Regions from separate parts of the Mus musculus genome. Here region 1 is linked to region 2. A link is a contact called in public Hi-C data. All regions are on one chromosome and are shown on one strand. Each heading gives the region's core, a stretch centred on a gene start, on an enhancer-like site or on the middle of the called end of the contact. The rest is flanking DNA. Distances are from core to core; before and after follow the strand shown.

Region 1 (4,338 bases), core at 919-3,418, 160 kb after region 2:
AGCTCTCTACTGCCTCTAGAACGAAGCCCGGGTTTCCTAGGATAGCCCTCTTGATCCCAAAGCTCACTTCTCACCCAATCCCGACGAAGTTCAATTAAAATGAAGGGTTTATGTGATTGTCTCCTGTTTTAGGCCCTGGGCTCTTGAAAGGTAGTGACAAAATCCTATCATCTCTCCATCTCAGCATCCAGCAGTGCCCACAAAAAGGTTGGAAAAAAAAAAAAAGATGACATGAGGGAGGGAGGAAGGGGCAAGAATGGTGAGGTTAGGAATGAGGAGGCGGGACATGATCAAGATACGTTGTATACATATATAAAATTGTCAAAGAATAAAAAAAAATTAAGATGAAAATGAAATGGTAGCATTAGGTGTGAATTCAATGGGTCAGTATATTTTTAAAATGGTTTCTATAAAATATTAAAATAGAGGCTAGAAAGATAGCTTAAAATTAATATATATTTGGATTTACTTTATTTTACGTATATGAGTGTTTGCCTGTGTGTATGCATGTGTGCTGTGCATACCTGGTATTATGGAAGTTAGAAAGGGTGTTAGCCACCCTGGAACCGGAGCTAGAGGTGTTTGTAAGCCATCATGTGGGTGCTGGAAACCAAACCTAGGTCCTTTGCAAGAACAAGTGCTCTTAACTGCTGAGTCATCTCTCTTGCCCCGTAAATAATTAAAATATACTTTTAAATGGTTTTTCTATTAAAAAATGTTATATATAAAATATAACATGCACGTATTAACTGTATCATTTTATCCTGGTCTGTGGGTTACAGGGTATCCATGGTTACACAGGCATCACCACTACATAACCACAATGCTTTTTTATTGCCAAAAGGAAGTCCTTACTCTTTAGTCATTCCGCATTCTCCTCCCTTACTCTGTTTAGGTTAATTGGGTAGGGCCAATCTAATGACAAAGATTCTTAAAGGTGAGGAAGTCTTCTCAGCTGTGAACTCTGAAGGATGCTCAAAGAGATGCAGTATGAAAAAAAATTGATGTGTGGTTGTTGGTTTTGAATTATAGAAGGTTACATGCAAGGAGCAGAAAGAGGCTGCTAGGATTAAGGGAGACCTCCCTAGATGAAAGGAGAGAAGAGACAAGGAGCAGAGACATGTGGTATAACTATATAGGACCAAATCATGCTAATAAAGCAGGAATCCCTCAGGAAGGAATGCAGTCCTGACATTTTTAGCCTGGTGAGACTTACACTAAATTATAATCTGAAGTATGATAAATTTGTGTTGTATAAGCCACTAATTTTGTGCTGATTTCTTGTAATAACGTTGGAAAATCAATGTAATACAGACCTATGTAATTTGTTCTCTCACACATACTGCCTTTTGGAGATTGTATTATAATGTATTTCCACTCTTTTTTTTTTTTAAGTACTGAAGATCAAACTTGAGTGTGTATGTTAGACACATTCCCTGCAACCGAGTTATCACCAGCTCCATATTTTCCTTAGCTGCAAAGAATTTAAAGTAGCAATTATAGCAGAAGTAGCCTTTGACTTAGTAGACAAGAGTCTGAGGCTATGCTCTGGTCATTTTCTTCTGATATTATGGCATATTTGCAAATGTATTTAACCCATGGTCTAATACATTAGGGCCTTTACGAGGTGGTTAGTTTGTGAAGGCAGAGCCCTCATGAGCAGGATGAATGGCCTTATAAAAAAATCCTCCCAGACTCGCACACTGTCCCTTGTGTGAGAAGTCAGGGAGATGATGCCTGGAAGCTGGCCCTCCTCATCTGAGCTATCATTTGCTACTGCCTTGATCGTGGACTTCCCTGTCTCTAGACCTGTGAGCTAGGAACTTAGGTTGTTTATAAGGCACGTACTTTATGGTATTTTATTACAACAGCTTGAAGGAACACAGGCTCACTGATCCCAAACAACACAAAACCTAGGTTCATTGAATTTGCAGGACAGAAATGAGTGCATGCAATCCAAGTGAAGAAGACAGAGCAATGAGGAATTCACTGTAGTCTTTTTCTCCTGGAAAAGTCGGCGTCATAGTTTATGTGGTAACTGCTGGCTGAGTCTTTAGTTAAGTAGGATTAGTAGCGAAAGAGACACCTGCCATAGGTCAGAAAGGCAGCCCAGGGGCAGGCAAATTTTCAAAAGGAATGTGCTAAGAGTTTACTCCTGGAGATAAGTAAGTCAGTAATTGGGAGAAAATAAGGACTTGACGGAACGGGACAGCTGAGAGTCAGTCCCAGATGAGTTGAGCAATCTTCTCTGCATTCTTCAAGCCGACCAGCCTCGAAAACTAGAACAAAAACAACTATTAAACTACCCGACCAGTTTGGCAAGGCTGGAAGGTCAAATATCAAGATACTGAACAATTTTATTTTTAAATACCAGCACTAAACAATCTTTTTTTTTTTTTTTTTTTTAAAGAGTGTCATTTACAATAGCATTAAAATAACAGGGCATATAAAAATCCAGTAAACACATGAAATGTATTTTTCATATTTTCATTATTTTTTAAAGTCATGTGTATGGAGTCTATGTGTTTGAAGTGCAGGTGTCTGCCGAGGCCAGAGGCATTAGTTGCCCCGAAGCTTGAATTATAGGCGCTGTATAAATCACCTGTCACCTGATGTGGGTGCTGGGAACTGATCTAGAATCCTCCATAAGAAGCAGTGCACATTCCTAACCACTGCACCATCTCTCCGGCCCCAAAACTATGTTTACATTTTTTCATTATATTTAATTATTTACTTTGTGTCTATGCATATGTCTGTGTGTGCACACAAGTGTCATGGCACACTTGTGAAGGTCAGCGGACAATTTGCGGAAACATTTCTCTCCTTCCACCGTATGTGTCCCAGATATGAAACTCAGGTTGTGAACCTTGGCAGCCTGTGCCCTTACTTACTGAGCTGTCTCACTGGCCTAAATATGTTCCACTGTCATTAGCCAGTATGAAGATGCCATCCAAAACTAGAATGAAAAACCACTTCACATCACTCGGACAGCTGTAGTAAAAAGGACAAAACTGGGTTGGGGCAGGTGGGGCTGGAGAGATAGCATAGCAGTTAAGAGTGCTTCCTGCTCTTCATAATTAATTCCAAGCACATTAAATGGCTCACAACCACCTGTAACTCCAATACCCAGGAGAGCTGACCCTTTCTGGCCTCGTTGCATGTATGCGCGTGCGCACATGTGCAGGAATGCGTACATGTGCAGAAACGCGTGCGTCCATGCACACACACACACACACACACACACACAAAATAAAAAGACAAATGTCAGTATTGGTAAGCATGTGAAGAAACGGAAACTGATATAAATTGCTGGTGGGAATTTAGAAATGGCACAGTTGCTTTGAGAAACAGCTTAGTAGTTTATCAGACACTTAAACACATGACACCACCACACAATCCATTGATTTGTGGGTATATCACAAAAGAATTGAAAAATGTGTGCTCACACAGAACACGTGCACTAATGTTCACAGTGCCACTGCTCATATTATTCCAAAGTGAGAACCAGCACAGACAAATGAAAGTGTCTTATAGACAGAGTGCCATCCAGCCACTTAGAGTACAAGGCAGGTATGCTGGTGCACATCTCTAATCAAAACGGGAGGTGGAGGCAGGGAGATCGAGAGTTCAAAGGTCAATCTAGACCACAGGAGACCCTGCCTCAAACCAAACCAAACCAAACAATCAAACCAACCACCCTGAAAGGAAAACAGCAGAGAATAAGGACACACACCACAGCAGGCCTGGACTTCAGTAACATTAAGCAAAGTGAAGGAAGCCGTTCGTAAGTCATCGTGTACTGAATGCCTTCAGGTGTGATAAATGTGGAGCGTAGTAGATAGAGAGGGTTGGGGAGAAACAGGGAGTGGCTAAACAGGAGTGTTGGAAGTAGTCTAAAACGTATCGCGATGACCGAGCCCCTGGAAATATGATCAAAATCACTGACTTTGAATAAGGAATTGGATCTGTGAATTATAATTTAATAAAATATCATAGCAGAAAAGAGGATCAAAAAAGTCACTTAATTAAAAAACTGGCTGCTTTTTATACATTTAAAATAAAATAGAGGTTTGGATGAAGAGAGGGATAAGAAACCAAAACCCAAACCAAACCAAACCAAAACAAAAACATCTCACTACTGGTTTTGTTTTTCTGCCTTGAGTCTGGTCACAGTTGGAGTGACTGGGTTGACATGATGGATTGCTTGAGGAAAGAACAGGAAGGTTAATAAAACCAGATTCAAACAGGACAGGAGTGGTCGAGGTGGTAGTGAAGAATCCACATCTGCAGGTTCAGCCCGACTCCATCTCTTGCTGTAAGGCTGCTCTTGGAAGCAGC
Region 2 (4,019 bases), core at 1,198-3,697:
CTCCTTGCCAAAAGATCTATAATGAATAAGAAGTGAGGGCCTGGGTGAGAGTCCAGGCATGTGGTCTCCTAAGCACTGTCCCATGAGCAGCTTATATGTCCCACTATCCCGAGAGGGAGGGCCGAAGCGGAGCACTCGGGTGCAGCTGTGTGGGACACACGACTTCCTTTGGACAGCCTGCAGGGAACAGTGAGAACATGGGGTCTTTTCTGTGAGACATCTATTTGGAGAAGGCACAGCCTGGGCTTAGGCTATCAGCCGCCATGTCTGGGTTGCTAATACAGCTCATGAACTTCTAGGATGGAGATACAGGTTGGTATCATGCCGAGGTATGGAAAAGCAAGCCAAATTCTCCAGCTACATTTTACATTTGGGAAAGCCTGGCATAATACAGCACAAAAGGAGGGTTAACCTGGAAGGCAAACGTCACAAAAGGGGTTTCTCTGTGTCCTGGGCCTTTATCTTGCTTAAATCTGATGTGGAAATTAGCTTTGATGACGTCATGCCAACTTTGGCTCACCCCTAAATTCTCTAGAAGTGTGAAGCAGGAAACTGGATTCAGCTGGTGAACTAGATCAGCATCCAGATAATCCAGGAACCAAATCCTCTTTTCTGTCATAGCAGGTATTTATCTGAATTAATCCATGCACTGTCGCTAGCCCCCAGTTCCCAATTTTTCCTCAACAGACTCAGGTTAAAACTTTAAGCTTTCACTTTGTGATGCTAATTAGAAATCGGAAGAGCCACTGGAAAGAGAGGCCCATTGGACTTGCAAACTTTATATGCCCCAGTACAGGGGAATACCAGGGCCAAAAAGGGGGAGTGGGTGGGCAGGGGAGTGGGGGTGGGTGGATATGGGGGACTTTTGGTATAGCATTGGAAATGTAAATGAGTTAAATACCTAATAAAAAATGGAAAAAAAAAAAAAAGAAATGGAAATTAGAAAAAAAAAATATTTGGATGCCAGCAAAAAAAAAAAAAAAAAAAAAAAAAAAAAAAAAAAAGAAATCGGAAGAGCCAACACTCATTAAACCAGTGGTTCCACCCACCAGTGACCTGTTCTTGCCTAACTTTCCCTCTTTCCTCGTCCTCTTCTTGTTGAGACAAGGTCTTACTATGTGACCCAGGCTGGCCTTGAGTTTGCGATCCAACTTGGGACCCAGTCTTAGCCTCTTTCTCTCTTGTCCTTTTAATCTGAGGCCCTGTGCATGGTAGTTAACACTCTGGGCTATGGGTGGGATTGGCAGGCAGGGGTTTGATTGGGGTGGGGGAAGGGGCTACATCTCAGATTGCTGTACCCTCTCACTCAGTCTCCATGGCATTGATATTAACCTCCAAATCCCTGTGCTGGCTGGGCAGCCAGCCCCCCCCCCCCCAGCCTGCTTATAGCTCTATAGGTCTTGAGTTCTGCCTAGAACATAACAGAAAGATAAAGATGGTAGCTTGAAAACACATTTGCTATGTCAGATCTGCTGTTTGGTGAAAAAAGATCTCCTTTCATCAACTTGGATTTCTTGCCTAAACCCTGGCGGGTTTTAGCCTGATCATTCTTCAAAGTTTGATGTTTTATAGAATGGAATGTGAATTAACTCCCTGTCTGTCAGTATTGTGAGTTCCACACAGAGCTTGCTCAGTCTGAAAAACATCTGTATTATTAATCAGACAACCCAAATCACAGAGTGGACCTCAAAGGTTCATTTTAATGACTTTTATCCACAGATGACAAAACAGACAGCTACCAGGGTTTTAGTGAGAAGGCTAACTATATGGAGTTGCATGATTTGAACTCACCCTCAGAGTATAGCGGTTAAAACCCAACCTCAAGTCAATATAGTATTTGCAGAGTGAACTCACCTGCGCTCTACTCTAGCCTTAAGATAGTTGAATTAAAACCCTAATTTCTATTAAGTCTTTCAAACGAGAAATTGACTTGAAGCATCCCCATATCTCCCCACCCCCATCCCCCACCCACAACGAAATAAGGAGCAGCAGTTGGTGCTTTGCCAAGACAAGAGGACAGCACTTTAGAAGTCAATTTGGTCTTGACTTCATTAACGAATGTGGGTGGTTAAGCTGAGTGAAAGGTGCCATTTTCTACAAATGCATTCGGACTTAACCAGACCAGTGGTTGCATGACAGCGCTATTTAGGATTAGGAAGAAGCTGTGATTGGGATTCTAATGACTTGCGTGCTATTTGCTATTTACAAATTGAATTCTTTAGCAGTTAAGTTTGGCTCCTTTCCCAGGAGGCAGACCTTTCTGCCTAGTTACCCCAATTGGCATGTGGTTCCCAGAGGACACAGTTTTGTCCCACAGATGTTGCCTTTGATGGGAGGAGCCTGAGGCATTCTAAACTTTCCCTCCATTTGAGCTTCTTGTTAGATAGTATGAGTCTCTCCTGCCCCAAACAGAGGACTGGCCTTTGCTTCAAAGGCAGCATAAGAGTGAATTATTTACCAAATCACACAAAAGGGAGGATTTAGCAAGTTCCCTTTCTCCCTGAGAGGACAACCCCGGGACTGGAGGACTTTATTACTCTTGCTCTCAGCTGTAAATAATGTCATTCAGATGCTTTTGAAAGCTCTTCTTGCCTTAGTAATAAAACTTGATACCTGGGGCCAAATGCCTTTATCGCCTCCACCCGTCCCCACCACAGAAGAACTGTGGCAGAAGAACAAGAGGCAGCATTTGTAAGGAAGAGCACAGGATGTGGAGAGTTGGGCCTGAAGATATGGGAGCATATTCTACTGAGAAATTAATTTTGTACAGGCTCATTGGCCTCCCAAGACCTAACTGGGTACTTGGCAAGCCCTAGATTAGTTAACCCCACCTGTTTGCTGTGATTGTTAAGACTGGGATGTTGGCGATGGATCTCAGAAAGGAAGCCACTCACCTGGAGAGGGTTTGCTGGGGCTCACTTTCTCTGACTTCTTTAGTGTCATGGTGCCTTTGTGTTTCTGCTTGACAGATGCTTGGTCAATGGCTGGAAGTCTGGGCTCACACTTAGCCGAAGATGTTTTGGTAGATAATCTTGCTTCACTGCGAGAATCCTCCTCACAGGAACTCTGTGGAAAATGGAAGAGGCGTGAGTGCCAGTGGCTGGGCCCAGAAGCAGGACATGTGGGTATTGCTGGGCCCTTCAGTGTCCCCTCCCTCTGAGGGATCTTGTGTTTGTCACTGAGCTGGCTCTGTGGTCAGGGAGATTTTGATGGGTCAGGACTATCAGCTTCGACTTAACAGCGAAGCTGATGACTTTTGTCATGCTTGAGGAGCCTGCATTCCTGAGTCTGTTGCTGGAGCATAAGCATATTATGAATACGCTTCTGACCATTACGTAATTTGATGACCAATAAACAGCTCATGCTCAAGGCTATGTATGAAAGGAGGTGCTTTTAAATCAGTGCTTTTAAACTGTTTGCTGTTTGATATTTGAACCGTCTTGAAGAAGGCGAGGGTCCCTTATGCTGACTTGTGTGCTTGACAATGAAAAAGAAATTTAGATTGTGTAGCAAGAATGACTAAGTCAGACCTCAGTTTCAGTCATCCAAATTATTGCACAAGACAGATGGATCTCCTAAGACGTCCCCTCCAGTCAGTCTTCTACACAGAAGTCAGCCCTAAATCCACACAAGGACACGTCACAATGTCTATAGCGTCAGAGCACCTCAACCCAGGCGTACAGATGAAATAACAATTATCCAAGCATTCAGCAGTTTTACGATTCGCCATACTTATCCCCATCAAAGAAATGATACCAACGATGTAAATGACAGTCAGGACCCTGGCTCCAAGGGTGATTTGAGTACAGCTTTGTGGCTTCAGGCACGTTCTGCGAGACCATGCCCTCTGTCACAAGCAAAACCTAAGGGGTTTTCCCACCTTTGGCTCTGGGGAGGTTCTCTGTGTGGTGCATTAGTCCAGCACTAGAAAATTCTCTGAAAATGTGGCGCTTCTCAGGCATGCAATGCCAAGCTAACATCTCCGGCGCCTCCCCAGCGGTGGTGGTTCGTATTGATCT

The links. Hi-C and Micro-C count contacts between places; a contact is called where the count stands out from the background.
Region 1: a Hi-C map of muscle stem cells shows a contact between it and region 2, with 1.6 times the contacts expected there. The contact joins two enhancer-like sites. A contact is called at or near these places in 1 of 39 promoter capture datasets (neural stem cells), 3 of 484 Hi-C or Micro-C datasets (bone marrow-derived macrophages, muscle stem cells and nephron progenitors), 8 of 115 datasets of contacts at active chromatin or transcription factors (bone marrow-derived macrophages, embryonic forebrain, embryonic hindbrain and 4 more) and 4 of 9 other capture datasets (adipose tissue, embryonic stem cells, liver and 1 more).

Annotation. Positions count from the first base shown.
Region 1 is chr11:105,569,998-105,574,335 of GRCm38.p6, forward strand. The region is part of intron 3 of Gm39422 (a long non-coding RNA gene); the gene reads left to right. Among named protein-coding and RNA genes, the nearest start is that of Tanc2, 18 kb to the right of the region's middle. Within about 2 kb of position 2,169, at least 6 of the 459 cell types and tissues checked have an H3K27ac peak or open chromatin away from gene starts, as enhancers often do. A contact at or near this core is called in muscle stem cells, where this site is marked.
Region 2 is chr11:105,405,749-105,409,767 of GRCm38.p6, forward strand. It overlaps Marchf10 (membrane associated ring-CH-type finger 10), which reads right to left. Exons shown (of 12, transcript NM_172568.2): 5 at 2,895-3,066. Among named protein-coding and RNA genes, the nearest start is that of Gm39417, 42 kb to the right of the region's middle. Within about 2 kb of position 2,448, at least 23 of the 459 cell types and tissues checked have an H3K27ac peak or open chromatin away from gene starts, as enhancers often do. A contact at or near this core is called in muscle stem cells, where this site is marked.